4 separate regions of the Mus musculus genome follow, and regions 2, 3 and 4 are each linked to region 1. Evidence: chromatin contacts called from public Hi-C and HiChIP or PLAC-seq data. All regions are on one chromosome and are shown on one strand. The core of a region is the stretch at or near the end of the contact, and the rest is flanking DNA. Distances in the headings are between cores, read along the strand shown. Region 1 holds the start of Rin2 (Ras and Rab interactor 2). Region 2 overlaps BC039771 (cDNA sequence BC039771). Region 3 overlaps Rin2 (Ras and Rab interactor 2). Region 4 overlaps BC039771 (cDNA sequence BC039771).

Evidence for each region. A called contact is a pair of places that touch in the nucleus more often than the background predicts. HiChIP or PLAC-seq counts read pairs in DNA pulled down with a chosen protein or histone mark.
Region 2: a contact with region 1 is called in a Hi-C map of muscle stem cells, with 1.4 times the contacts expected there. The contact joins the enhancer-like site here to the promoter of Rin2 in region 1. A contact is called at or near these places in 1 of 39 promoter capture datasets (trophoblast stem cells), 1 of 15 datasets of contacts at CTCF or cohesin (the NIH/3T3 cell line), 6 of 484 Hi-C or Micro-C datasets (liver, macrophages, muscle stem cells and 2 more), 7 of 115 datasets of contacts at active chromatin or transcription factors (bone marrow-derived macrophages, embryonic fibroblasts, embryonic stem cells and 4 more) and 3 of 9 other capture datasets (adipose tissue, liver and pancreatic islet).
Region 3: a contact with region 1 is called in an HNF4G HiChIP or PLAC-seq map of pancreatic cancer cells. The contact joins the enhancer-like site here to the promoter of Rin2 in region 1. A contact is called at or near these places in 2 of 39 promoter capture datasets (the 3T3-L1 cell line and stem cell-derived epiblast-like cells), 1 of 15 datasets of contacts at CTCF or cohesin (the NIH/3T3 cell line), 5 of 484 Hi-C or Micro-C datasets (brain, nephron progenitors, stem cell-derived neurons and 1 more), 2 of 115 datasets of contacts at active chromatin or transcription factors (pancreatic cancer cells and stem cell-derived neural progenitor cells) and 3 of 9 other capture datasets (adipose tissue, liver and pancreatic islet).
Region 4: a contact with region 1 is called in an HNF4G HiChIP or PLAC-seq map of pancreatic cancer cells. The contact joins the enhancer-like site here to the promoter of Rin2 in region 1. A contact is called at or near these places in 4 of 39 promoter capture datasets (3T3-L1-derived adipocytes, liver and trophoblast stem cells), 1 of 15 datasets of contacts at CTCF or cohesin (the NIH/3T3 cell line), 12 of 484 Hi-C or Micro-C datasets (the AML12 cell line, bone marrow-derived macrophages, dorsal root ganglion neurons and 8 more), 4 of 115 datasets of contacts at active chromatin or transcription factors (bone marrow-derived macrophages, embryonic stem cells, extraembryonic endoderm stem cells and 1 more) and 3 of 9 other capture datasets (adipose tissue, liver and pancreatic islet).

Annotation. Positions count from the first base shown.
Region 1 is chr2:145,781,174-145,787,811 of GRCm38.p6, reverse strand. Rin2 (Ras and Rab interactor 2) reads right to left here and starts at 1,696. Exons shown (of 13, transcript NM_028724.4): 1 at 1,633-1,696; 2 at 1,398-1,490.
Region 2 is chr2:145,746,643-145,753,582 of GRCm38.p6, reverse strand. It overlaps BC039771 (cDNA sequence BC039771), which reads right to left. Exons shown (of 4, transcript NR_033220.1): 4 at 1-1,670. Among named protein-coding and RNA genes, the nearest start is that of Gm34513, 26 kb to the right of the region's middle. Within about 2 kb of position 3,617, at least 3 of the 459 cell types and tissues checked have an H3K27ac peak or open chromatin away from gene starts, as enhancers often do. A contact at or near this core is called in muscle stem cells, where this site is marked.
Region 3 is chr2:145,839,017-145,846,050 of GRCm38.p6, reverse strand. Rin2 (Ras and Rab interactor 2) reads right to left here. Exons shown (of 13, transcript NM_028724.4): 5 at 1,148-1,340. Among named protein-coding and RNA genes, the nearest start is that of Gm39954, 52 kb to the left of the region's middle. Within about 2 kb of position 2,445, at least 55 of the 459 cell types and tissues checked have an H3K27ac peak or open chromatin away from gene starts, as enhancers often do. A contact at or near this core is called in pancreatic cancer cells, where this site is marked.
Region 4 is chr2:145,727,508-145,733,681 of GRCm38.p6, reverse strand. All of the region lies in intron 2 of BC039771 (cDNA sequence BC039771), which reads right to left. Among named protein-coding and RNA genes, the nearest start is that of Gm34513, 6.8 kb to the right of the region's middle. Within about 2 kb of position 2,986, at least 39 of the 459 cell types and tissues checked have an H3K27ac peak or open chromatin away from gene starts, as enhancers often do. A contact at or near this core is called in bone marrow-derived macrophages, pancreatic cancer cells and trophoblast stem cells, where this site is marked.

The DNA.
Region 1 (6,638 bases), core at 447-2,946:
CCATAGCCTTAAGGCTATGAGTCAGTCAATAGCCTTTCTGTTTGCTGCAGGAAGTCTCAAAAGTTTGCTCACTTGGGAGAGCAGCATGCTAGTCAATGGTTTACTCAACAAGACTCACCTCTGTCTACCAGTTCTGAGACACTCCCTCCCACGCCTCGCTAAAACCCAATCAGAGATGTTGCTTACTATCAAGCTTCACTAAAATCCAGTTACACCCTGCTTTGGAGAACTCAGCTTAAAGGACTTGGGACTCAGCAACCAAAACCTACCAACGCACCTCCCAGGGGTCCCTGGCTTAGACACTGATGAGACTCTTGGCCCTCGTTTCAGCAATAAGCTCAATAAAGCTTGCTCTATCAACAAGGTTTCTGATGGATTTTCTAGGGTCAACCTCTGACATATGATCAGTCTCAATCTCTTTGGAAATAGAAAACACAGATACACATACATACACAGATACACATACATACTTATGAACACTTAAGGGCTTTGGATTTACTAACCACAAGCACTCCCCCCACCCCCCTTCTCAGTAATAAAGCAATAAGGTTTCCTTGGTGCGCCTCCTCTGGGGACAAGGACCATTGTTTGGGACACCTGACTGCAATACACTTCATGTGCACATTTAACTTCCTTTAGTCTATTCCCCCCCCCCCCAATCCCCAGGGCAGGGGGTGAGGTGTGAGTCAGGATTTTCCAAAATAAATTTGCATTTATTTGAGGATATGAATAAACAGGTCAAAAAGCCACAAAAGGAAAACTAATTTGCAAGTTCACATTAGAAATGGCCATCAAATCTTAAACATACGCACTCCATATAAAATAACCTTAAAAAAAAATCTCTCATTAAACCAGAAAGTTACTTTAGCCCCAGCAATGCCCACGTGAAACAGACAAGCTGTATGACTTTAATCTTGTCTTCCCCTTGCCCCACCATAAGAAACCTTTGAGTGTTTGAGAAACTAACATTTGATCAGCCTAAAGTGAGGTCCTGGAATCATTGTTTTGCTTTGCTTTGCTTTTTCTTCTGCTCTTTAATGATTCAGTCAGACGAATACACTGGTCTCACACCATTAATTTTTTGGAAATCAAAGTCCAGCTTTCATCCTGAAATTCCCTAGCTTAAAAAGCCTGAACAGCACACCACTTCAGAGCCCCTCTAGGGTCTCACCGTGTGGCATCTCTGACCCAGACCCCAGCCAGTGAGGAACTATTAAACCACAAAAGCCCCAGCCCGCTGAGCACCACCGTGCTCACAGGCAAGCTCCCCTGGCCCCAGCTGGTCTAGCCAGCAGGCTTTTAAGCTCCAGCCTGCAGCTTCGGGTGCCTGCAGCTCCTCAGGCTGCCGCGCAGAGGGAGCAGAGCTGAGATCCCAAATCCAGTTAGTTTCCTTTTACCTTAAAGAAACTTCCTCGCTTGTCCAGACCTTGGGCGCCCATGGTCCACGCTGACATTTCCCCCAGCGAGGCTCTACAACATGCCGGGGACTCCTGAAGGTAGAGACATTTTCAATGGTTAGTGGAGCCTGTAGGAAATTCCTTTCTAAGCCACAGAGCACTCACAACAACAGTCCTGCCAAGATCTTTTTCCGTCAACAACATTGTGCCATTTATTTCCCACCAAAGCCCTTACATCTCCTTTCAGCCCGGTTTCCTGCCGCGGCCAGCACTCTTCCTAGACTGTGCCCCACCTCGCTGCCCCACCCCCTCTGCCAGCAGCTGACGTAGAAGGTCTTCAGGACTTCAGGGAGCATAAAGATGGCTTTGTGTGTTTGCTTGACCCCAAGCTGAAGTCCAAAAGGAACCAATATTAGTTGTCCCCATAATCTGCTGTGAAAGCTTATAGATTTCATATGGCAGATCGCAGAAGAATGGATCCCTCTATGTCCCAGGAAATCCTGCTGTTAGGGAGTGAGGTCAGCATTCCCTCAGTTAGCTCTCCTCCCGGGCAGGCAAGGTCAGCAGAAGGGCACTAGGGAGAAATCCCTCTGTTTTTTCCCCCCTTAGAAGCCAGTGGGACTGGGATGCAGCCCAGAGAGTCAGTGTTTACAGAGCTCATTTGTGTAAGGGGACGCATGTAAACAGCTCCAGGATCATCCAAGGGCTTGGGCTCACTTTGGAACACAGAGGAAAAATTTAAAGGCAGGATAACAACATGGTCCTGAATCATCGCCGAGACTATCATGCTTGGAATTTCCCTTCCTAGGACAGAAACCAGTAATATCTGCACACACCCTGCAAAGACTTCCATCTTCATTTCAGTCTTAGCTGGGTACACACACCTGGTGCAAGAGACCTGGCTGAGACAGGTGTGTCTTGGGGTGGCAAGGGAAGTCCCCAAAGCCTTACTTACCCAGTGAAACTGTACAGCCAGTGAAACTGTACAGGTTTAAACAGAAATCTCACAAAGGGCTGGCTCTCTCTCTCTCTCTCTCTCTCTCTCTCTCTCTCTCTCACACACACACACACACACACATACACACACACAAACATGCCTTTCAACCCACTTGCTATAACATGTACAAGCCAGGGCATATTGCAGACACAAGCAACACAGAAAGTAGGAAGTGCAAACATCACTTGAATCACTAAGGAATATTAAAAGTGGTTGGGCTGCAGGCATGAAGTGGTGAGGTACCAAAGCCTGGATGACAGAGCCAGCATCAGACACTTGGATGCTGAGGTCAGCGCTAGTGACAGTCTAACAAGGGGAAAGGCAAAGTCTACCAGTGAGCAATGCACAAGTGTAAAAGCAAGAGACTTTGTAGAGATTCCTTTGATGCCCCCCAAACTGTCTCTCAACCCACACCCACAGTGAGCTGTTAGGTTGGACTCAGGTGTGGAATCTCATCTAGGCAAAACAGCATCTCACGCACCTAGCCTTCCTTTCAAAACCTCCTCTAGTTGACTTGTTGCTCCATGTCTTGGTCACTTTCTCTCTGGCATCCTGTTCCATTTGTGATCCTGCTGGGATGAAGGACAGTGATCCAAAACCCTCCTGGAGAGATGGCAAGCTTCACGGCAATCCTGCTGACTCCAGAGGTTCACGCTCCCGGCTCAGCATCGGAGTGGAAGTCCAGCTCCAGGGCCTTTGAAGCCCATCCTTATTAGCAACGTCCATAGACTGGCACCACTCCAGAGGGAAAACACAGCGCTGTGTTCAGAACTGGAGAGGGATGGGAACCCTGGGCAGCAGATGATTAACCGTTTAGACCCAGAAACTCAGACACTTTCACGAAGCACACACTTTAAACAAACCTAAAGCTTGTCTTTTTTTTTTTTTTTTACCTCTGGACATTTTCCTGGCAGGAGATTCCACATAGCCTGGCAGTTCAGGAAATGCTAAGAGAGAGCCAAGACGCCATTCCTCATGCAGAACAGTTTCTTTCTTCTGTTCCAGGGTTTTCCATATACAAACCATTCCTCATGATGAGCTCACAAGGAATTCTTTTGGCAACGGAGTCGTCTGAATTCCTTTAGTTTGCTGGTGATTTAACTAGCGGCTGATACGCACATACACCTGTAACTCAGGCAGTCCTGATTAAACACCTAGTTTAGATTCTGTGGGGCCTGCAGATTGCTGTATTTCTTTAAAGGAGGAAGGTGATGTCCTTTCTTATTTTTAAGGCTTCTCCAAGACATGAACACCAAGACAAGTGCCAGAGGTGGTGTATGTCAAATTACAGGAGATGCGGAGAGATGCAGACCTTACCAATCTGGGGACACACCAGATTGGGATGTGCCTGAGTGTGTTTAGATGTGTACAAGGTTTTTGGTGCTTGGACATTTTATTTCATGACCATTCCTGTGACTCCAATGGTTTTCTTCCCAAACTATAAATTTTTCAATACCTTGGTTCAACATTTACAGCACTAAATCGAGATGACCATAGTCACTTTCCCCTCCTTTCAGCTCCCCCATCCTTCCTGCAAATACTATCCAGCAGTGGGTCCCCAAACCATCCAGTTACAGCTGGACAACAAAACAAAACTGTATCGTAGCTTGAGATTCGATGACGTTCCTCCAGATTTGGTCTGCTGAAGACCTTGCCTGGTTTCTGTGAAAGGTCAAGTCATCAGATTCTTGAAAAAAATGAGACCCTTCTGTCCAGCGGTCTGTCTTTCCAGACACTATCGAATGCTAGCAAAAAGCCACTGTGATGGTTTGGAGTAGCCAGGCCTTTCCATCAATCATTGAAAGGATGTAAATGGAGCCACAGTCGATGAGATAAAGGACAAAGACCGGAAGCAGGTGCTCCTCCCTTGCCCAGAAACCCCAGGCTGCCCCTCTGTTGTTGGCCTCTGTGGCTTTCCAGGTGGTTTCATGGGTGACTTCTGGGGTAACTGAAGGTCTGTCCTGAAAAGCATCAGTGACACCCATGTCCCCTGGCCAGGAGCCAGCTATCCCGGCAGCCTGCTGAGCAAGCGTGCTCCAAGTCCTAAGAGCCACCTGGGCAAGCACTGAGGCCATCGGCCCCTGCCTGGACATGGCCACAGCCCAGTCTCTGTGGAGTCGAAAGCAGAGACAAATGCAGAGGTTGTGGTGTCTGGCTGGTCAATTAATGGAGCTGCTTCAGTTCAGCGAGCTTCCAGCTTTTGTGCAACCTTGCTGGGGGCAGATCTGGAAAAGGCTGAAGGGCTGGAGCCTGCAGTCCTATGTTGTTTAAAGGCAGGTTCTATTCTGTATGAATATTGTACATGGTCCAAACACAAACTAAGATGACTACCTAGTCACATGGTGACATAATGGGGCGGGGGAGGTGTTACAGCTCTATGCTTGGTTTGCACCTGACTGAAGGCTGTTAGGTGGCATCCCAGCTTTTGAGAGACGGGCTTTCCCCTCCCACTCCTCTTTTCAATCTTCTTAATTTGCTCAAACTGTATTCTCTTTTTTTAAGCACAGACTTATAGTATACGATACAACAGTTTGGAAATCTGTAAACAATATGTATAGATAATTCATGCTAACTGGCATGTCCATTCGTTCGTGTGTTTGTTTGCTGGGGACACTTTAAAGTCTCAGCAAAGCTCAGCCTTTATTTCTGAGACAGGATCTCACTATGCAGTCCTGTGTATAGAACCTGCTACATAGATCAGGCGTTTGTGAGTCTCAAACTCACAAAGATTCACCTTCATCTGCCTGAGTGCTGGCATTAAAGGCACACACCACCACTCCCAGAAATAGATATATTGATTGCAGTCATCATTTTGTACTATAGATCTTTCCAGATTTGTTTCTCAGGACTGAAATTTTGTAAGTTTTGCCCAACCTCACCCTAATTCCTTCCCCTCTGATTTTTTAAATTTGTTTTAGGCTGCAAGTGTAAACTCCACCAAAGAACAGCAGATGCAACAGCTGGGAATCTGTCACTCACAGTGAGGTTCAAAACACAGAGTTCAGGGGCTAGGGAGATGGTCCAGTAGTTAAGAATACTTGCTCTTAGCCGGGCGGTGGTGGCACACGCCTTTAATCCCAGCACGTGGGCTGCAGAGGCAGGTGGATTTCTGAGTTCGAGGCCAGCCTGGTCTACAGAGTGAGTTCCAGGACAGCCAGGGCTACACAGAGAAACCCTGTCTCAAAAAACAAAAACAAAAACAAAAACAAAACAAAACAAAAAGAATACTTGCTCTTGTGGAGGACCTGGCTTCGATTCCCAATACCTACATGACAGTTTACAACCATTTCTAACTCCAGGACACACATGAACAAATACACATGAACAAAACACTCATACATATAAAATAAAATAAAAAAAAAACATTTTTTCAAAAAGACAAATGCAAAGAAAGGCAGGAAGAAAGGCAGGAAGAAAACATAGTTGTGAAAGCCCAGAACTTCTACCCCCAGATCTACTCATACCCCCGAAATTTCTGCTCAATACCTTTTTTCTTTTAGTTGAGTGAAGTACAGTAACTGAATTTATCTTAGTAAACAAGAGCTCATTATTATGATTATTTTACTGTCAAAATGACTCACCCCAGGGAGCCAGTCAGGGGAAGTCCAAATCTGACTAAGGTGCCGCACTCAGTGTCTGGCTTCTTAAATGGCTCCAGGTGTACAGACCCTTCTCCCCGTGGCTTTTATCGCCTCTGAGAGCACAGACGCTCCTGTCTACGTCCAAGTCTCTGAGCATTTCCCTAACTGCCTTCCAATTGCCAGGGATTTTTCAAGTTGGACAGGAAAACGTTATTCCAGACTCTGGCTCGGCGATTCAAAGTTATGGAGATTCAAAACCAGTTTCCAGTGTCTTGTCTTTCACTCAACAGTTTAATTACTTTTTAAAACAGCTGTGTCTTTCATTTTGCTTTGAGACAGGCTCTCCCAGGATAGCCTTGGTTGGCTTGACCTCTCCTGCCTCAGCCTCCTGAGTGATTACAAGTGTACACTATCACACCCAGTTTATATCCAGTTTTGAGATCATGAATGCTTTTCATTCAATGGACACACATGCTGGAGAGTTGGCTCAGTGATAAGAATGGTTACAGCTCTTGTAGAGGACCTGGGTTTGGTTCCCAGCAACCATATCAGGGCTCACGTCCTTCTGCAACTCCAGTTCCTAGGGATCTGACATTCTCTTCTGACCTCCAGGGGCTCCTGCACACACGTGGTGCACATAGATAGTACACATACATACAGAGA
Region 2 (6,940 bases), core at 2,368-4,867, 36 kb after region 1:
CTTGCAGCCAGAGTTCTGTGCATGCTAAGCACATGCTCCACCACAGATTCCACTTTCAGGCTGGGATATTTCAAAGTACCTAGTGAGGAAGTGGAAATGCTAAGTAGCCCAATCTAATCGCGGCACCTTGTCTATAGGTGTTGGCTTCTCACATGGCCCCTCATGAAAAGGTGAAAACACCGTCACCTAGCAAAACCAAAGTGCAGGAATGTGGCTCAGCTAAAGCAAGGGGAAGTGAGGAGTCTTCATGGGACCAGTAACTCACGATGCTGGACGAGCCGGATACTGGTGGCTTTGCTCCTCAAGATATTTTGCAGAGCCTGCAGCTGAAAACTCCTCAAAGTACGAGGCCTGGAGTTGGGCATGGCTGTTTTCAGTATATTTTGAAATTGCTTTAATGAAAACAGCCATTTGTATAAAAGCAAAAATAGATGGCGGAGGAGGACCAGGAGGAAGATGCTTGCCCCTTCTGGGGGAATCACAAAGAACAAAGCGAAAACTAAAGCTCATTAAAACGGCTTCTTAGAGCCTCATGTATTAAACTTCGCATTTTCTGGCCGCTGTTTTGAGGCATTAAGAGACTCGTATTTTAATATAAAAACCACAGAACGCTGGCTTTTTTTCTGTGCTGTGCCATTATCTGGCTTTTGGCAGACTTAAAATTCTTCCTTTTAAAACTATTTCCTTTTGGAGGTCAGCTGAAAGTCCAGTTCAAGTACCACATTGATAAAACCGAACACAGGACCACTCTTAAAAGCCAACAATTATGGGTCCCAGTAGAAAAACACTCCGCGGTGCCAGGCTTCTGAGACATCATGCCTCAAACGTGGCTTTGTGTCAACGCAGCTGTATCCACAGGCGAAAAGTTAAAAGACTTATTTGAAAATGTTTCCACTTTTGGAAGCTCCCTTTTGCAACTTCACTGCTGCTGGACAAGCAAGAGCTGGGTTTGGAGGATGCTGCTCCAGCTACCAGGCTGGGTCTGAGGTCACATGCCCTGACCTTGGGAGGAAGCCTGGTTTGATGGCTGTCAGGTCCTCTAAGCTCTAGCCAAGTTTTCTCCATCAGTCTGCATAGCTCCAGCAAGTGGTGTCTATATTCTGATGGCAAAAGACTGAAATGTGTTCATTCATTGGGCAGGCATGACGAACTCACGGGGATCAAGGATTTTGTTTTAGTTGGCAGATTTGGTGGCTTAAACTCACATTCATCTTTAACACAGTTTATACTTACGGGTGTCCCATGAATTCTATTCCCTTACTACCCCATAAATAGCCTGCCATTCCTATTTGGTTCTGTACAATTTTCTCTGAAGTGATGGCTACCGAACAGAACACAGGTGTAGGACAAAAATCACAGGGGCTTGGAGCAAAACAAGACTCCAGATAACTAAACTGTTGACCACTGGTAGAGAATTGAAAACAATGTCTGTACACTTGAAATAGGAAGAGGACTGATCCAGATGAGGTCTTTTTGTTGTTGTTGTTTTTTGGTTTTGGTTTTCCGAGACAGGGTTTCTCTGTGTAACCCTGGCTGTCCTGGAACTCACTCTGTAGACCAGGCTAGCCTCAAACTCAGAAATCCACCTGCCTCTGCCTCCCAAGTGCTGGGATTAAAGGCGTGCACCACCACTACCAGGCCAGATGGGGTCTTTTTAAGTCAACTTTACCCTGAAGGACAAGGGAAATACAAAAAGATACATATGTCATCACGTGACACCAGCTCCATGGACTTCTGAAAGAGTTAGCACCCTGACTAGCCAGTAAAAGGATCATCAACCCTCAGAACTGCCATCCCCCTCTCCCTGCTGGTTCTTAGCAAGCAGGAGCCAGAAATCTAGGCCCTGCCTGATTTTGGAAATAAAGTTTTATTGTAACATGGCTACACTCATCCCTTTGCATGCGATTTGCGACTAGTTTTGTACAGGCCTGGCACAGTGATTTCTTGCAGCAGTGACTGCCTGGCCCATGGAGCTATCTGGACCTTTCCAGAAGTTTCCAGACCACTGGTACAGAGCAACCCTGAGCAGGAGAGAATATGAGTAACAGACGTAACTTTAAATTTCCTAGTGACTACATCAAAAGCAAAAAGTGAAAGGGCTTTCACTATCACATCTTATCTCCTCCATACATCCAAACTAGTTCAACTTACAAATATCATTTTAAAAATGGGAGATCTGATCTTTTCCTACAGCTTTCAAATCCAGAGCTCACTTTGCCTTGGCAAGCACGTCTGGGCTCACCCCAACTGTACTTCAAGAGCTCAGCAGTCTCCTGTCAGATGACTCCTGGGCTAGAGGTGACACTGAAGAGCACAGAGCTGGAATCTGCTCCAGGCCTCAGAAGCCTTTCTATCTCTAGCCCAGGTATCTACTGAAGGGCAGACATGGCACCAGGAAAATTTGCCCTTTCACCTTCCCTCTCCCCTGCTAAACCATTAGATTACATTCCTAAAGCTAGCCTCCAAGGTTTAGTCCCTTATTTAGCCACTGAGTCATTTCTGAGACTAAAAACCAAGGCCTGGCATTCACAATTCATTATTTGGCTATACTGGCTAACCTGCCCAATCAGGACTTACCAACTCATCCCAGCATAGACTTCCCACCCCCCTTTCTACTTAAAAACCCACTCCTACAGAGAGAGAGAAACCCCTATTGATGCCTTTGTCCAATCTACACCAATCTAGATGTAGCCCTCCACCCCCACCCCACTTAACTCCCTCAGGTAATAAATCTCCTTTTTGCTATCAGGGTATGTTCTGTCTTGACCCTAAGCCACACCTCCTGCCACCACAACACTACCCTTAGCCTTCTGCTATATGGGCACAATGTAAATTACACAGACAGATACACACACACACACACAGGGGGGGGGGAGGGGTGTGTGTGTGGGAGAGAGAGAGAGAGAGAGAGAGAGAGAGAGAGAGAGAGAGAGATTGAAACTGTTCAGCTCCTAGCTGCAATGAACTCCGAAGCATTTAGGGACATGCTCTCACGCTGTGCCAGCCAGGCACACTGAATGGTGGAAGACAACAAAACTACATGTGCTTTTGCGAAGGGCAAAAGAGAGGTGGTAAACGAATGCTCTATGCTTAGATGAGGGTGGGAAGAAAAGGACTGATAGGTACCACTTAAGGATTAAGCCTGGCCTGTCAGTCCAATTGTATTTAGCAAAGCAAAACATTGCATTAATACAGGTTTACAACAACAAACAAAAGAAAATCTAGACACTTGCTAATGGAGAAAAATGAAGAGATCACAGAAGTTGAGATTCCTGGCATCTTTTGGAAAATTTGAGGAGCTTGAAACACAGCAGCTGCCTCCCCTATGACATCACTTGGCTGCATGGAGTTGCTCATGCTGCCTCTTAAGAGAAGGTTCTCTTTAGATGGTTCCCATCCCGTCTCCATCATTCTCAGCCATTACTCACCTGTTCATGTAACTAACCTGGGTTTCACCTGTCAGAGTTCTGATAGACTAATGTTGGACAGAATACAGTCATATCCTTTCCACAAGAGGAAGAACTTCAGCAGAAGTAGAAAGTACTGTTTACCATGTATGAGTTTCTAGAGGGAGCAAGTGAACCTTTCTCAGCTTTGACTGTTTAGTCCCCATCTTTAGCAACGAAGTGTGTAACAAATACCTCCTAAGGCCTCTGCTTGTAGCCACCAACTGTGTCAGCCACATTGCTGGTCTTATTCTTCTTGCTTAAGTGATTAAGACATTGGAATCTGACACACTTGAAGATTTAACTACAACTGACAACCATGAAATTAATGGCTTCTCTGACATCCCATTAAGGTATCTGCGTGCCCCGAGGCTTGTTATCTGGCCTAAATTCAGTTGTTCCAAAGCTTACTAACAGTTTAGGAGTCAGGGCACTGCGTGTTTTACCGAGTTAAAACACCACTGCTTCATAAAGTCTGCATCTTTTATTTGAAAACATTTTGATGACTGGTGGTTTGGATACAGCTCGTTCCCTAGAGATCTGGTCCTTAGTTTGACTGCATGTGAAGTGGTGGGACCTTTAAGATGTGAGACCTAGAAAGAGTTAGTATTGGGAGCACTATCCTGGGAAGCTATTCAGGAGGTTTTCAAGGAGGTTGAGCTAGCTCTCTTGAGAATGAGTTACTACGAGGCCTCTTCTTTCCTTTGGGTTCTTGCCTGGCCATATGAGTGTCTTCCCCAAGCACTTCCATCACAAAACACCACCGGCCATTAGACTCTCAGCAGAGGCCTGATCTGATCTTGGACTTTCAGTGAATGAAAGCAAACCTTTGCTTCATGAAGTTGCCCCATGCTCAGGTTTACTTTTCGTTGTTGTGAGAATACATTCTGAACAAAGGCAAGCTGGGGAGGAAAAGTTTGTTTCAACTTGTATTTCCAGTCCGTCAGTGATGGAAACCAGAGCGAGAACTGAAGCGAATGCTGAAGCAGAAACCAGAGGAACTCTGCCTACAGGCTTGTTCTCTCTGGCTCCCACTTGGTCGGCTTTCCCTTATAACCACAATCACCTGCCTAGGTATGGCCCTGCTTTGAGTGTGCCTGGCCTCTTCAATCAATTAGCAGTCAAGAGGACTACCCATAGACATGCCCACAGGCTGAAATGATAGAGGTAATTCCCCAATGGGGACTCCCTCAGTTAACTCTGGGCTGTGTCAAGTTGATAACTGAAGCTAACTTGGAGATCTAGCCTCACGTATTTCATTAGAGATGTGGAAAACTTTAATTCATGAAGGGATACTTAGAATAATTTGCTACTTTCCATAAGATTGGCTCTTCTGAAAAGAAACCCAATGAAAGTATTTTTTCAAAGTTACTTGGTGTTTGCTTTTTTGAGCATACTAAATGTATGGTGTCTTAGTCAGGGTTGCTATTCCTGCACAAACATCATGACCAAGAAGCAAATTGGGGAGGAAAGGGTTTATTCGGCTTATACTTCCATACTGCTGTTCATCACCAAGGAAGTCAGGACTGAAACTCAAACAGGTCAGGAAGCAGGAGCTGATGCAGAGGCCATGGAGGGATGTTCTTTACTAGCTTGCTTCCCCTGGCTTGCTCAGCCTGCTCTCTTATAGAACCAAGACTACCAGCCCAGGGATGGTTCCACCCACAAGGGGCCTTTCCCCCTTGATCACTAATTGAGAAAATGCCTTACAGTTGGATCTCATGGAGGCATTTCTTCAACTGAAGCTCCTTTCTCTGTGATAACCCCAGCTGTGTCAAGTTGACACAAAACTAGTCAGTACAGATGGAATATATAAAGATTACTATATCGGGATGGCATTGTACTTATCTCTGTTCATTTTCTGTTTCTTATAAAAGAATATCTGAGACTGGGTAGTTTATGAAGAGCAAAGAGATTTATTTTGGGTCACGGATCTGGAGGCTCGGTGTCATAGCAACAGCAGCTGTCAAGAGCAACAGCAGAACATGGTAGAAGGTGAAAGCCAACTAAGTAAATACACATAAAACTGCAAATCACAAAAGGTAGTCTGACCTTATGACCGCCCACTCTTGTGATAAGTAACCTATTCCCAACAGGCAGGCGTTGATCCCTCTTATGATCTGATCCTCCCCAAAGGCCCTGCCTCTCACCACAGCCGCAGCGCCAAATAAATCTCAACACAAGCTTCTGGATACGAAAGGAAACATGGCAACCATATATCATGTTGTCTCTGGTCACCTGTATGGTCTAACCCTTGAACCCCAGTTCCCTGCAGCTAACCTGGGATCAATAGACAACCTGATGAACCTCACAAACAGAATACCCCGAAGAACCTGTTTATGAGAGCAAAGTCTTACTCTGACACCATTTCAGAGATCTCAGTCCATCTCAGCAGAGTTCATGGTGACAGGAGAGTGTGGCACCTCACATCATACCATACCAGGAAGCTGAAGGAGTGGCTGGAACTAGGGATCATAATTCCCCAAACACCCTGTGACTGCCCTATGTCCATGCTACTCATGGCAAAGAACACTCTAAACACGAGCCTGCAAGGAAGATTTCAAGTTTAAACCATATGGCCGTCTGGTCTACAACCTGCTTCCCTGGTGGGCTAACTGTTTCTGGGGTTGATCCTGTGCCTTGTTCTGATTAAAAAAAAAAAAGACTTATTTATTTTATGTATGTGAGTCTAGTGTCACTCTCTTCAGACACACCAGAAGAGGGTATCAGATCCCACTGCAGATGGTTGTGAGTCACCATGTGGTTGCTGGGAATTGAAGTCAGGACCTCTGGAAGAGCAGTCAGTGCTCTTAACCACTGAGCCACCTCTCCAGCCCCCTTGTTCTGGTTTTTAATAGTGGTAGGTTATCAGAGATTTCTAAGGTCACTGGCATCTCTGGTATCTTAGCTATCTTTCTACTGCTGTGCTAAAACACAAAGACAAAGGCAACTTACAGAAGAAAGAGCTACAGTTCCAGAGGAGAAATAATCTGTGCTGGTGGCAGGGGGGGAGACAGGCATAGTGGCCTGGAAGAGCTGAGAGCTTACATTTTGAACCTTGATCATGAAGCAGAGAGAACAAGCTGGAGATATCAAGTCTTTACATTGTAGAAGCCAGCCTCCAGTGACATACGTCCTGCAACAAGAACTCACCTTCTAAATGACCCCAAATGGTGCCAGCAACAGGGGAACATACATAGGTTCAAATGCATAAGCCTATAGAGGACATTCTCTTTCAAACCGCCACGCCCAGTAAGCCACGAGGACACTGAGATCATCCTCCAAAACAAACAAAACTCTTCCTCCTAGTAGAGGAAGAGGACATTCTGCTCACAAGGTTTAATCTATGAGTTCATGAATCTATGATTCTATGAACCCTATGATTCAGTTTTGGCACAGGCTATGGGGCCACATCTGTTACTCCCAAAGCCAGGTGAGGTTATAGATTCAGTTCAGTTGAAAAGAACCAGAAGAACAAAAGCTATTCATGTTCA
Region 3 (7,034 bases), core at 1,196-3,695, 57 kb before region 1:
GTGTGTTAGAACTTAAATAGCTACAATATAGGTGAGACCTTATCACAGTGAACAACACAGGATATGCCAGTCACAATGAATAATGTTTTGCTGTTGCTGTTTATTTTTAAGAAATGGAGCCGTGAAGTGGTATTTATTTATTTATTTATTTAGACCCAAAGTTGATATCAGGTATCTTTGTCAATTACTCTATGCTATATTTACTGAGATTGTTCAATTGAATCCAGAGCTCACAGATTGGCTGGTGGATCCATACTCTAGTTCTTATACTTTATATGACCAGTGCCTTATCTACTGAGCTATTCCCTAGTGCCATATATGTATGTATGTGTATATGTATATATATGTATTTGTGTATATATATATATACACATATATATACATACATACATACACACATATAGTATATATGTATATATGTATATATATACATATATATAAAATATACTACACACATACACATACATACACCCACACACACACACACACACACACACACACACACACACAGAGTTTTTCTACATTGCCCAGGCTGGTCTTGAACCTAGATCCTTCTGCCTCAGTCTCCCAAGTACCAGGATTACAGATATAAGCTGCCATGTCTAGCTACAGTGAGTAGCCTGACTAAGGGGAAGCAATGGTCGCGGATAGGTAGTAGCTGCTGAAACACAATCAGATTTTGATTGACATGGAAAGCTACTGAAAAGTCAAGGAGAAGACGGGCAGCCCAAGAAGACAAGCCTCTGGTCACAGACCTTTCTAAGGTTGTATTCCCAGATGAATGACTGAACCTCACAGGGTTTCTTAACTCAGAGTGAAAGAAGAGCATAGGGGACAACCAGGGATCCAGAAGCAGGCTCAGAAGGTCAGGCCTGGACCTCTGGCCAGGGGCTCCGCTTCCTTCCTTTGATGCCCTGGCACCCTGCTGAGCCATACAGTCCCATAATTGAGAAGATGAAGACAGGCCTGGAAAGGAATCTACTCCTAGAGACTGCCTTATGGACCAGAGTTTTCCTGCATTGTATTTGATGTCTATACTGGAAGCCATATGACCCAGGAGCTGGAAAGAACTTTCTGGCAATTTTCCCAACTGTTTCTTTGTCAGGCAGCAGCATACCTGCCTCAGCTCCCGAGTTTTGGCTCTTACCCCTGGAGGCTGGGCCTGCAGGACCTCTGCTGCCTCCTCCTCACTCAGACTCAGCTGCAGCCATATGGGATGGGTATGCAGGAGCCGGTCCAGAATGCTGAGCCTGTTGGAGAGGCTGTCATAGCCAGAGTCTCGGGGACATGTCTTCCCATCCTTGTCTTCAGAGTAGCCACCATCCTTGTGTCTCACCATGCTAGAATAAAGAAAAGAACAGGGCTCAATGACTGATGCTGTTCCCTGAAACTTACTGGACAGATCTGTCACAGCATATGTATACAATGGGGTCACCGCCCTCCAGTCAAAAAGTATGGAGGACAGATTCATTTCTTATTTTACTCTCCCGTATTTTCAAAAGGTCCTAAGTACCATAAACTGTTTGGCTTAGGCTTGTTTGTCTTTGGGCTAAAGTATTTGCTACTTGGAGGACAGAACTTCAAACTGCTAAATTTCAGGCTTTCTGATGCCTGAAGTCTCAATGCTTAAAAGCACTTGTCACAAACACAAGTTCTGTTGAGCTGTATTACAGTCAAAACACACTTAAGGATATTTGTTCTGTATCTAAATTACTGGTTTTCATTTCTTCTTACAAACCTAAATATTCTTTATCCCCAACATTATGGATAATAAAATATCATAATTCAGTGGTGCTGTATGCGATGTTCGTAAAATTATATGACATTATTCATAAAAGCCAACAAATATGTGCCCTAAAAGCTTTTTATAGTTGGGTGTGGTGAAGTGGCACATGCCTTTAATCTCAGCAGTCAGGCAGTGGAGCTAAGGCAGATCTCTGTGAATTCAAGGTCAGATGGGGGAACATAGTGAGAACTTGCCTCAACAGCAACAAACAAACAACCCGAACCCCACAAATAAACAATTAAAAAAAACATTAAAAAAAAAACAGAGATGCAACCCAAAATGTGACTACTGATAAGAGGCTAAGCTAGATTACTCAGCTACAAAGTGGAAGGCTACCACACAATGCCCCTGGAGAACAGCATGCTAAGTGAGAAGAGCCAGGTGTGTGAGTCTGTCACCTGCTGTGGTGGTGGGGCAACGGGGCACTGAGCTAAGGTCACAGTATTATCTGACTCAATTGTACAAGTTCAGAATGGGAAAAGTCTTAGGGAGAGAAAGTAGGTTAGTGGTTGGCTAAGATTAAAGAAGAGAGAGATGAGAATCAACTACAAACAGGTACCAGGTGTCTTTGGGAGTTGTAGGGAATGTGGTACGTGGTAACAACAAGGACTACACAATGTCATGAATCCACTAAAAACTCCGGAATGACTCATGTCCTACAAATGGAGAGGTTTTGTGGTCTGTGAATCATATCGACAAATAAGCCTCCTTCACTGCCAACACTTAACTGTAGGTGAGGAGTGAGCAAACTGAAGCCTGAGGATGTATGGAGCTGCTGGACTCTGCCAGCGTGCAATCAATCATTTACTTCTTGAAGTACCACACTATGTACTATGATGCTGGTTTTAAAGAGGGTGATGGTCTAGGCACACACACGTATGACCGGTGTAAGTCTAGCACTTAGAAATGGAGGAAGAAGGACCAAGAAATCCAAGGCAGCCAAGTGTGTAGCACAGGCCTTTAACCCCAGAAGTTTGGCTGGTTTTGAGTTGGAGGCCAGATTGATTTACATAGTGAGTTCCAGGCCAGCCAAGGCTACAGGTGAGATACTGTTTCAAAAACACAACAGAACACAGCACAAAAAAAGGATCAGAGGCCAGATCTTGATCAAGAGCATGTACGTGCTAGGGAGAAGAGTCCTGAAATTCTAGTCCAAGGTGGCTTAGCTCTGGGGACTCTCTCCTTCTCCTAACACTGATATCGTTCCTGACTTGGAATGAACAAGTCCCTAGCACAGTCCTGGAACAGGCAGCAGGAACGCATGCTCAGTGTGGGATATATTCAGTCATCAAACACACACCCAGGGTGTGCACTAGATAAAGCCTCAAGATTGGGGAGGATGGAAGAGTGGAGGGTTGCAGAAAGGAGACATGAGATTGTCTATGTGGGTGATGTCAGGCCTCAGAAACAGCCAAGCCGTGCTGACATCATGGAGACAGAACCAGAGCCCTGGGAAGACCATCCCACCCCTGGCCCCAGTGTCTTGGTTTTATACCAATCTAAACAGCCCCATATTTCATTTTTCTTCTAGATGCATAGCTAAAGCACCATCTATGCACGAGGCTGAGGTAGAGAGATCAGTTGAACCCAGGAGATCAAGCCAGTGAGATTACAGCTGTCCTTTATGCAAAAGCCACTGAAGTCCCTCTGGGTGTTCTAAAGTGACGATTCATAAGAGGTAAAAGAACAAACTCTTCCAAGGAAAGCTGATGCTAAAATCCCTTTTGCACAGGTGAGTTACCTGACGACCACTGCCTCTCTACCCTGGCCATTTACAGGGATCATCAGAGAAACTTAAGAGTCAATAGTGACACTGCTCCCCAGGTCAAGTCAATGACACTTTGAGGCAGGATGTGGGTATGAGAATGCAGGGGAATCCAACTGGACCCACATTTAAAGGCTTTACACCTTGCCAAATTTTTGAGTGTGGGGATCCTCTGGGGACTGGTGCAGCCACAGGCTCCTGGTTTTGACCCCCACAATTCTGATTCTGTAGGTCCTGGTGGACCAGAGCCGCTGCAGTTCTCCCAGACTCTGGGGAACATGCATCTTGTACATCTGAGGACTCCGATGTATGTGTCACTTGGCTGCAGAGCTAAGTAGGAAACGTGCACTTTGGGTTCTGATCAGTTAGCTGTTTGTTTTTGTTAGGGGGCTGGAGGAGGGGATGGTAACATGCCACTAAAGAGATGCTTGAAGTTCAAAATCATTATTTCAGAGTCAGGGAGATATGGGAATACAGCACTTGCCTAGTATGTTCAAAGCCCTCAGTAGGTTCCTCAGCACTTCAAACCAAACCAAACCAAACCAAACCAAACCAAACCAAACCAAACCAAACCAAACCAACTCAAAAACCATAGCCCAACATTTCCAGTCAACACTAATTTACCATATTTTAACAAGTCCAAATCTGACAGTGTCTAACACAATGACGTTCCTCTCCCATGTGTCAGGCAAGAAGGTGTTTTGTTTCTCCCCAGACAGTCACATCCCACGAACCTTCCTCCCCAGCTTGAGGTTTTTCTGTTTTGTTTTTTTAATGCTCTTTGCTCTGATGATTGACCTCAGCCTAAGCAGTCAGGGCCCAGACAGGAAGAGGGTGAGTAAGATTCATGGAGCCTCATAAAGAAGAAACCATAAATTAGACCTGGCAATTAGTCTTTGGTATTGACTTGATCTAACCGGCCACGTGAGGTTTATAGCGTATTATTACAGGACAAAGTGGCTTTTATCAGGGATAATCTTCAGAAAAGAGCTGATGGGTGAAATACGGACTGTCAGGTGCATGCTCCCAACCCCTCCTGAGTTCTCTCTCCAGGACAGGAGCCCACACCCTGGTTGTTAGGGGCACTGGCTACCAACAGCGGAGAGCCTCCTCATTCTCCTGGAAATGCCTGTGAAGCTGTATCTAACCCAGTGGTTCTCAACCTTCCTAAAGCTACGACCTTTTAATATAGTTCCTCGTGTGGTGATCCCCAAGCATAAAATTATTTCATTCCTACTTCATAAACGTAGTTTTGCTACTGTTATGAATTATAATGTATTATCTGATATGCAGAATATCTGATATGTAACCCCCAAGGGGGTGGTGACCTACAGGTTGAGATTGCTGTGCCATCTCCCTGGGAAGCAATCATTGCTCCAGACATACAGGTGTGGCTGGAGAAGGGAGTGACTTTTTTTTTTTTTTTCTGAGACAGGGTTTCTCTGTGTAGCCCTGACTGTCCTGTAACTCACTCTGTAGACCAGGCTAGCCTCGAACTCAGAAATCTGCCTGCCTCTGCCTCCCAAGTGCTGGGATTAAAGGCGTGTGCCACCACTGCCCAGCAGGCATGACCTTCTTGTCTCAAGATGGGGCGTCTCTGGAGTGAGATTTAGAGGTTTTGGCTTGTTTGTTTGTTTGTTTGGTTTTTGGTTTTGTGGGCCTTGTTTCCCTTTCTGTCTATCCCCTTGCTCCCAAGCTCTTCTCTCTCGAAACCATCTGCACAAGAATCCCTCTGCTTCTGCAGAATTCCACCCAATACAGACCTATCTGAGAGTAATAGAAACCAGTGACTTCTAAGACAGACAGACAGGTGTCTCTATGTAAATGAATGCTGACAGAGGTTGCATGGCTCAGAACGTTAGTAAGGCATCACATGATAAAATCCAGGCACTTAATGACATGGTCACAGTGTATTGGCCCAAGGGCCAGCCTCCAGGGTGGAAGCCTGAAGTCTCTCTCTTAGCTGGTCCAGACATGTGAGACCTGGGCCAGCTCCTTTTCTGAGCGTTACTGTTTTATTTGTAAATGGTACCTTCAACACCAGGTGGTGACTCTGCCTTAAGGCTCACCTGCCCGAGAGCAAGAAAGGATTGTGAATGTATGCTAAGTCCAGTGGAAGAAAGACCATTAGGAAAAGAGGAGGAGTCCAGCAGGACACAGGGGGTTTTAAATGGAGGAGGGACGGAAAAGAGTAACAGAAGACAAGATATTGTATATTTTCTCTCATGTGAAGCATCTACATTTAACAATGCACACATATGACATGAAAGCAAAAGGGACTACTTGAGGGGAGGGGGGTTAGCAAGAGAGTGGGAAGCAGGAGAGGGCAGGGGACAATGGGAGGAGAATAAATACCCACTGGAAAACTCATAGCCTACATCTGTTGCCATGGAAACAACAGCCCAGCATCGTGGCTCTGAGTTAGACAGCTGAGTATTCCAACAGAGCTCTCAAGCACCTGTTGCCCCTAGGTCACACCTGACTTAACGCTCTTCGGAGGATGACGGGCCTTTTCACTTTCTTCATTTCTGGGAACTGGACATTAATAGTTGGAGGAGGTAGAGGGGTCAGTGAGAAGGAGAGCTCTCAGCAAAACAGCCAGGATGACGCTGGACATAGTTTCATTAGAATCAGCAGGATTAGGCTCATCTCCAAGAAACTGAGGCTGCGTAGCAGACTCAAGGGGAGACTCTTTCACTTTCTGATCAGAACCTGGATGTCCGCAGTGCAGCACCAGTTCTAGAGACCACGGAATATCCAGATGCCTTCTTGAACACCCCAGCACACTGTTCCTTCTCCCATGCTTCATCCAAACACATCTGAAGTGTTTATGTTGACTTTATAGTTTAGTTTTGTTTTTTTCACCAATGAAATGTGAGACGGTAAAATAAAAACATATACCAATGTGAGGTTAGGGTGTGTAGCCTAGGATGGGCATGGTCTTGGCTTTGATTCCTGGCTCTGTCCAAAATAGATATATTGCCGGGCGGTGGTGGCACACACCTTTAATCCCAGCACTCGGTGGGCAGAGGCAGGCGAATTTCTGAGTTCAAGGCCAGCCTGGTCTACAGAGTGAGTTCCAGGACAGCCAGGACTACACAGAGAAACCCTGTCTCAAAAAACCAAAAAGAAAAAAAAAAGAACAAAATAGATATATTAATTTATTAACAAACTTAGTGAATCAAAATTGAAGTGAGGTTGTTTCAGTCAGAAAAATATTAGCACAATAAATTCAGTCCATAATTTTCCAAATATAAGAATCCTAGTTTAGGTGTTAATAACAACAACAACAACAACAACAACAAAGGCAAAAGCCAGATTCTTACTGTCAATCAAGAACAATCCATATCCACCTGGCTATTGGGTCTCAGAAGATGTACAGTGCTCTGGATGGTCCAGTCTTCAGCCTTGGAGTATAGGGACTGTCAAATAAAAATTATAGGACTCCATTGTTATAGACTAAATTCCTGCCCCAGGCCTAAA
Region 4 (6,174 bases), core at 1,737-4,236, 55 kb after region 1:
CTGAGGCTGCACCTTCACCAATGGCCTTCCATGGCCTCTCACAGTGCCAAGCCTCAGCTGCTTTGCATGACCCCTTCATGCCTTCAAAACCAGTACCACCTGGGTGACCCTTACATATTACCAAGTCCCGCTGCAGCAGGAGTACAACCTTGGCCATCTCTGGAACATAGCCTCTTTGTGCTTTCAGAAAACACTTCCCAGAAGATGTCATCTCAATGATGCTGGTCTCTTCTTAATCACCGCTAATTTCTTAGCTCCAGCTAACCAGCATCAATAGTCCCAGTAATGCAAAGTTTTTGCTTTAGTAGTTCTGGTATCTTGTTAATCACAGCTAATTCTTCAGCCCCAGCTAACCAGAACTACAGAATCTTCACAATCAAAACAGCAATGGCCCTGAAAAAAGTCTTTAATTTTCCCTCTGAAATTTCACAAACCAAACCTCCATCTTCTGCAGTGTTCTCAACATTATCTTCCAAGCTCCTACACAACATCCGACAGAGCTCTTAACAACGGATGGATCTTCAAGCCCAAAGTTCCAAAGTCCTTCCACAGTCCTCCCCAAAACATGGTCAGGTTGTCACAGGAATACCCCACTCTGCTGGTACCAATTTGTCTTAGTCAGGGTTTCTATTCCTGCACAAACATCATGACCAAGAAGCAAGTTGGGGAGGACGGGGTTTATTCGGCTTACACTTCCATACTGCTGTTCATCACCAAGGAAGTCAGGACTGGAACTCAAGCAGGTCAGGAAGCAGGAGCTGATGCAGAGGCCATGGAGGGATGTTCTTTACTGGCTTGCCTCTCCTGGCTTGCTCAGCCTGCTCTCTTATAGAACCCAAGACTACCAGCCCAGAGATGGTCCCACCCACAAGGGGCTTTTCCCCCTTGATCACTAATTGAGAAAATGCCTTACAGTTGGATCTCATGGAGGCATTTCCTCAACTGAAGGTCCTTTCTCTGTGATAACTCCAGCTGTGTCAAGTTGACACAAAACTAACCAGTACACCCCACCCCCCACAATGGTGTTAGTGCCCTCGGTTCCCTGAGTGCTTGCTCACATTCTCTACCACTTGAGGATGTAGGGAGAAGGAAGCCAGCAACAAGTCAGGAAGCCCACGGCAAGCCAGGAAGCAGCCCTCACCAGAACCCAACCACGTGGGCACGCTGATCTCAGCCCTCCCTGGCTTTCAGAACTAAATGTAGTATATTTCTGTTGCAAAAGCTATTATCTTGGTAGTATTTTGTTATGGCCATGCTACCTGACTAAAACACATTCTAGTCTTTATTCACCTAGAAATAAATCTTACTAGGTGTTAGGAACATGGATATGTATGAATGCTCAAATGTGTTCGTATGTGAGGTACATGTGCACACACATTTTTTACATAGAGAAATCACTGCGCAGACTGTCTACTGGTGTATTCATCAGATATATCTACCTTGTCTCTTTCATAAGTGTAAAATATTACTTCAAAGACAGATAGATATACCACAATACCTCAACTAACTAAAAAAAATTTGTTTTTAGTTTTTTTGTGTGTATTTTAAACCATGTCACAACCTCTTTTAAACTATGAGCATTAACAATTATTAAATCTTTATAGGTCTGACAGGTAACATAACACTTCACTACTACTGAAATTCACAGCAATCAGGATTTGAATGCCAATGTGTGCTTTTAGCTCTTGACTGAAGCTCAGACTCTACATCCAATCCATGAGAACTTGATCCTCAGCCTTGGCCCTCCACAGTACCTGACCCCAAACAAGCTACTGACCATGGAGTGATTTTAATTTTGAAAATATAAAGGTAATTTTCCAGTATCTTTCAGCTTCCATTTTGCCAGGCTTGGTGGTAAGGGCCTTTACAGACCGAGCCTTCTCTCTGTCTCTTGATCCAGCTTTGTATGCTTGTGACTCAGCTTAGGGTCAGTGACATCCACCCCTTTCCAGGAGGCACTGTTTGCTACCAGTGTTTCTATCCCTAAGTTTCCATGTTGGGAAGCTTACAGGAAACCTGAGGTAAAAATTCAGTCTTGGGCTGGAGAGATGGTTCAGCGGTTAAGAGCACTGACTCCTCTTCCAAAGGTCCTGAGTTCAAATCCCAGCAACCATCCGTAATGAGATCTGACGCCTTCTTCTGCTGTGTCTCAAGACAGCTACAGTGTACTTACATATAATAATAAATCAATCTTTGGGCCGAAGCGAGCAGAGGTCCTGAGTTCAATTTCCCGCAACCACATGATAGCTTACAACCATCTGCACAGCTACGGTGTACTCAGATACATAATACAAATAAATAAATCTTTTTTAAAAACTCAGTCTTAACACTACCTAAAGCTGAAAGCAAAACTGACCTTCTGACACGTGTCCAGCCTGTAACTACTTTACATGTTTGTCCCCATTCTTAAACTACTTTGTCTCATGAACCTGAAAGGTTTGTTTTACAATAAGTAAGAAAAGGGCCTCATGTAGAGGTGGGGTCCCATCTACCTTTGGGGCTGATAATCTCGAGCTTTCTATGGACAAGATGACACGGAGTGGAAACTACTGAAAATACCTGAGCGTAACTAAGGTACCACTTTCAGAATGACTTGGTACGTCTCGTCTAAGGAGGGACAGAAAAAAAAAAAAAAAAAAAAAAAAAAAAACTCTTGCCTCGAATTTCTCTGAAATTAGACTCAAGTAAGTTCAAATGTGTTTGGGGTATATGAATCCGTTCCAAGTTTTTCAAAGCTGCATCTATATGGTAAAATTCAAGTCACTCACAAACATGTACCATGAACCCGTGGGGATGGTGATGCTCAACTCTTATAACTGCACCTTGTGAGTAGAAGTGAGTCCACCAATGAGACAGCTTTGTCTTTTCTCAATATGAGATTTATCTGTACATTATAAATAAAGAGGAACCCATGCACTGCTACAAAGCAGACACATCCTCAAGACTGGGCCTTTTGTCACTTCCCCAAAGCAGGATGTGGCGGCCACCTTTATCCCACTCCCTCAGGGTAGCTATTCAGCTGGTGCTGGCCAATGGCACACAAGGTGGCTTGCTCAGTCATGACAAATCAGCTTCCCAGAGGGCTGTGGGGGCAATTTAGTGATCCTGAGGAAGTGAATGGTTCTGAATCATGGAGCCGAGGGTAGAAGAAAAAAAAACAAAACAAAAAACAAAAACGAACCATGATTCACATTATCCAAAAGAAAAGGTTAAGGAGCAGGGGTTTGGGGACTACAGATTGAAACCACATAAACACACTTCAGTATCAGCAAATACCACACCGAGAATGTCGGGGTGGCTTCCGCTTTTATGGCGTGTAAAGGAGCAGCAGAAAAGTGACTTTCCAAAACAAAGAAACGCAATGATGACAAAGTAAACCAGCATCGTCCCAGTGCAACTGCACAAAACAACTGAACTCTTGTCAGCAAACTCAGGAGTGGTGAGAAGCAAAGGGGAGCAATGTAATAGTTTTTGATACTCTTCAACATTCCTTTATATGCCTTCTTTGATTTCTTTTGCATACCACCAAACTTTGAAACTTTGACTTTTTGCTTTATATTCCTTTTATCTTTACATATAAAAGCTTCTGCTGTATTGTCTTTTCTCTAGCATAATTTAATTCTCAAAATGAATTACTTAATAGCTTTAGATAAGAGGATAAGATTAAATCCATTCAAATGAAATAAAAAAAAAAACCAAAACAAACAAATCTGATTATCTCACAAGCAATCTTCAAAGTTACTGGAATCCATCACTATGGAACCTTCTGGAAGCAAACACAAAGCCATGAAGCTCAGACTCGATGTATGAGCTTATTACAACCACGCAGAAACAAATGTTGAGCCTCTTTGTGAGTAGAAAAACAAGACATAGCCAAATTTCATAAAATTAATTCATAGTATTGAATTAATGTTTGGAGGGGATCTAGTTTATTTTGGCCCTATAGATGAGCATGTAGACTTTAAAAATCAGGGGCTGAATGACTTTAACAATGTGGGTGGGGAGGGGGAGCAGCCTTGGGTAGAATGTTACATGACTGCAGCAGTTGCTGTGAACAGTCACCATGAGTCAGGATCAGGAAGCATCGGGCTGGTGGAGGCACCGAGGAAGAGAAAAAAAGAGGGCAGAGGAGGTGTACAGCACGGTCACCTATCCACGTACCACTCACAAACCTAAATGCTCAAGAGAGTCGAGCCTGCAGCAGACAGCCTGGGTATAGATAGCGTCAGAGTGGCTGGCTTTGGGTGACTCTCTTCCCCACGTTTGTGAATCTCCTACGGCCAAGCTTCTCAAACCTCAGCAATCCCTGCTTTCACACCCCACTTGTGACTTTTCAAGTACACATTTACGTCTCACCTGCCATGAAACGGTTCAGAGCAAACACGAGAAACACTTGCTTTCTGTGTTCAGCATTTAAGGATACCGTGTTTTATTCTAAACTACACAGCACATTTTGTCACTTAGTAAGACCCAAAGATATTATCGATCATTTCACATGAAACATTTGGGATCATATTACCAACACATCTAGTTTTCTATAAGTTATCTATGTTTCCAAATGCCTCCCTCCTTAAAACATGTTAAAACTATACCCCAGACATAAAGACAGTATTTTCTGGTTGAACTTGTCAATATTTTTGGCTACAGAATTATGATATAACAGCTCATCGTGGGTGAATTTAAATCTGTTTTTTTTTTACACCAAAAGTATCATTTTTATCACAAAAGCAAAACAAAGCCATCGAAAATGTAGAAGAGAGAATTTTAAAGCCTCAGCCCTACTTGTTAATCTTCTGGAGTGTACCATTCCAGAATCTGCACTCACCAACTTCTGCCTCACTTACTTAATATTGTAGCTTATTATAGCCAAGACCCCATGGTGGGCCTCTAATCATCATCACGCATTTCTTCTGCCACAATAGAAGTGTCTTGAGGAAACGTGTCGAAGGACTTTGGCTCATGATGAACTTCCCTTAGCCCCGAGCAGCATCCTGTGCACTGTGAGGCTCCATAGGATTCAGTAAATGACAAGGTGGGTCTCACTGAGTATCAGGAGACAGCAAATAAATTGAACAACAGTCTTTTTCTGCCTCATTTTTTAAAAAATGTCATCTGATATTGGATAACTCACTCACTGGTGGCTGTTTTAACTCAGTCACAGGCATGTGTTTGGCTCACTTTTATTCTATGAGAAATGCTGAGAAGGTAAGGGTTTGATGTCAAAAGAGAAGACTGGTGGGCAAGAGGAGCCAAGGGGCAGAGGCCACTGTGGAGGGGAACACACTGAGATACCCAGCATGGAGCACATGTGTTATTGAGCATGCTTAGTCCCTTCCTGGTCTGATAGCCCACTGCCATGGGAACTTTGTATGGCTGGCAATTCTCCTCTATACCCTGCTACTGGAGAGAGGAAGATAGTAAAAAGCGCCTCCACGTCTTTTCTAATCACCTGCTACCCATTCCCAGCGGTTAAGGAGGCTTTCTCCATTTAAAAAGATCCACTGAGCTGCCGCCCAACAATCACTGTCTCTGGCCAACGACTGACAATCCAATTCCCCTTTGCCCTTCCGTTAGATGCTTTTGGTGACGCTAACCATCTTACAAAATAATTCCAGAGTATGCTATTATGACATAAGAGTCCTGAGTACTAGAGTACTGTTTACTTTTTTATGTGGATTCTGAACATGAAAAAAACCCAAAAACCCTGCAATTCTTAGGAACTCTTGCCACTTGACAAAAACAAAACAATGAAACACAGAATAAACCAAATATGCAAACATATTAAACCAAGGGAGGTCATACAGATGACGACAGATCAGCATGTGGAAAGATGTTCAGTGCCATGAATCATCAGGGAAATGCTCAGACCACCACACACTGCAGCAGAGCTATCCAGTGTGATAAAATAGAAGATCCATGATATCAGCTGTGGGTGGGGACGTGGCTCAAAAAGTGGCGATGCTCAGATACAACGGGGAGCGGGGAATATAAATTACTACATCCTCTAAGGATAGCAATTTAGCAGTTTCATAAAAAAATAAGTACATACTTACATTATCCAGAAATTACACTCAAAATGAAATAAATGTCCTTAAAAATCTTGCATTAGGACATTCTACATAGCACCTTGGGAATTATAATAAAGCCAAAACAGTCATAATCGCTACCAACACA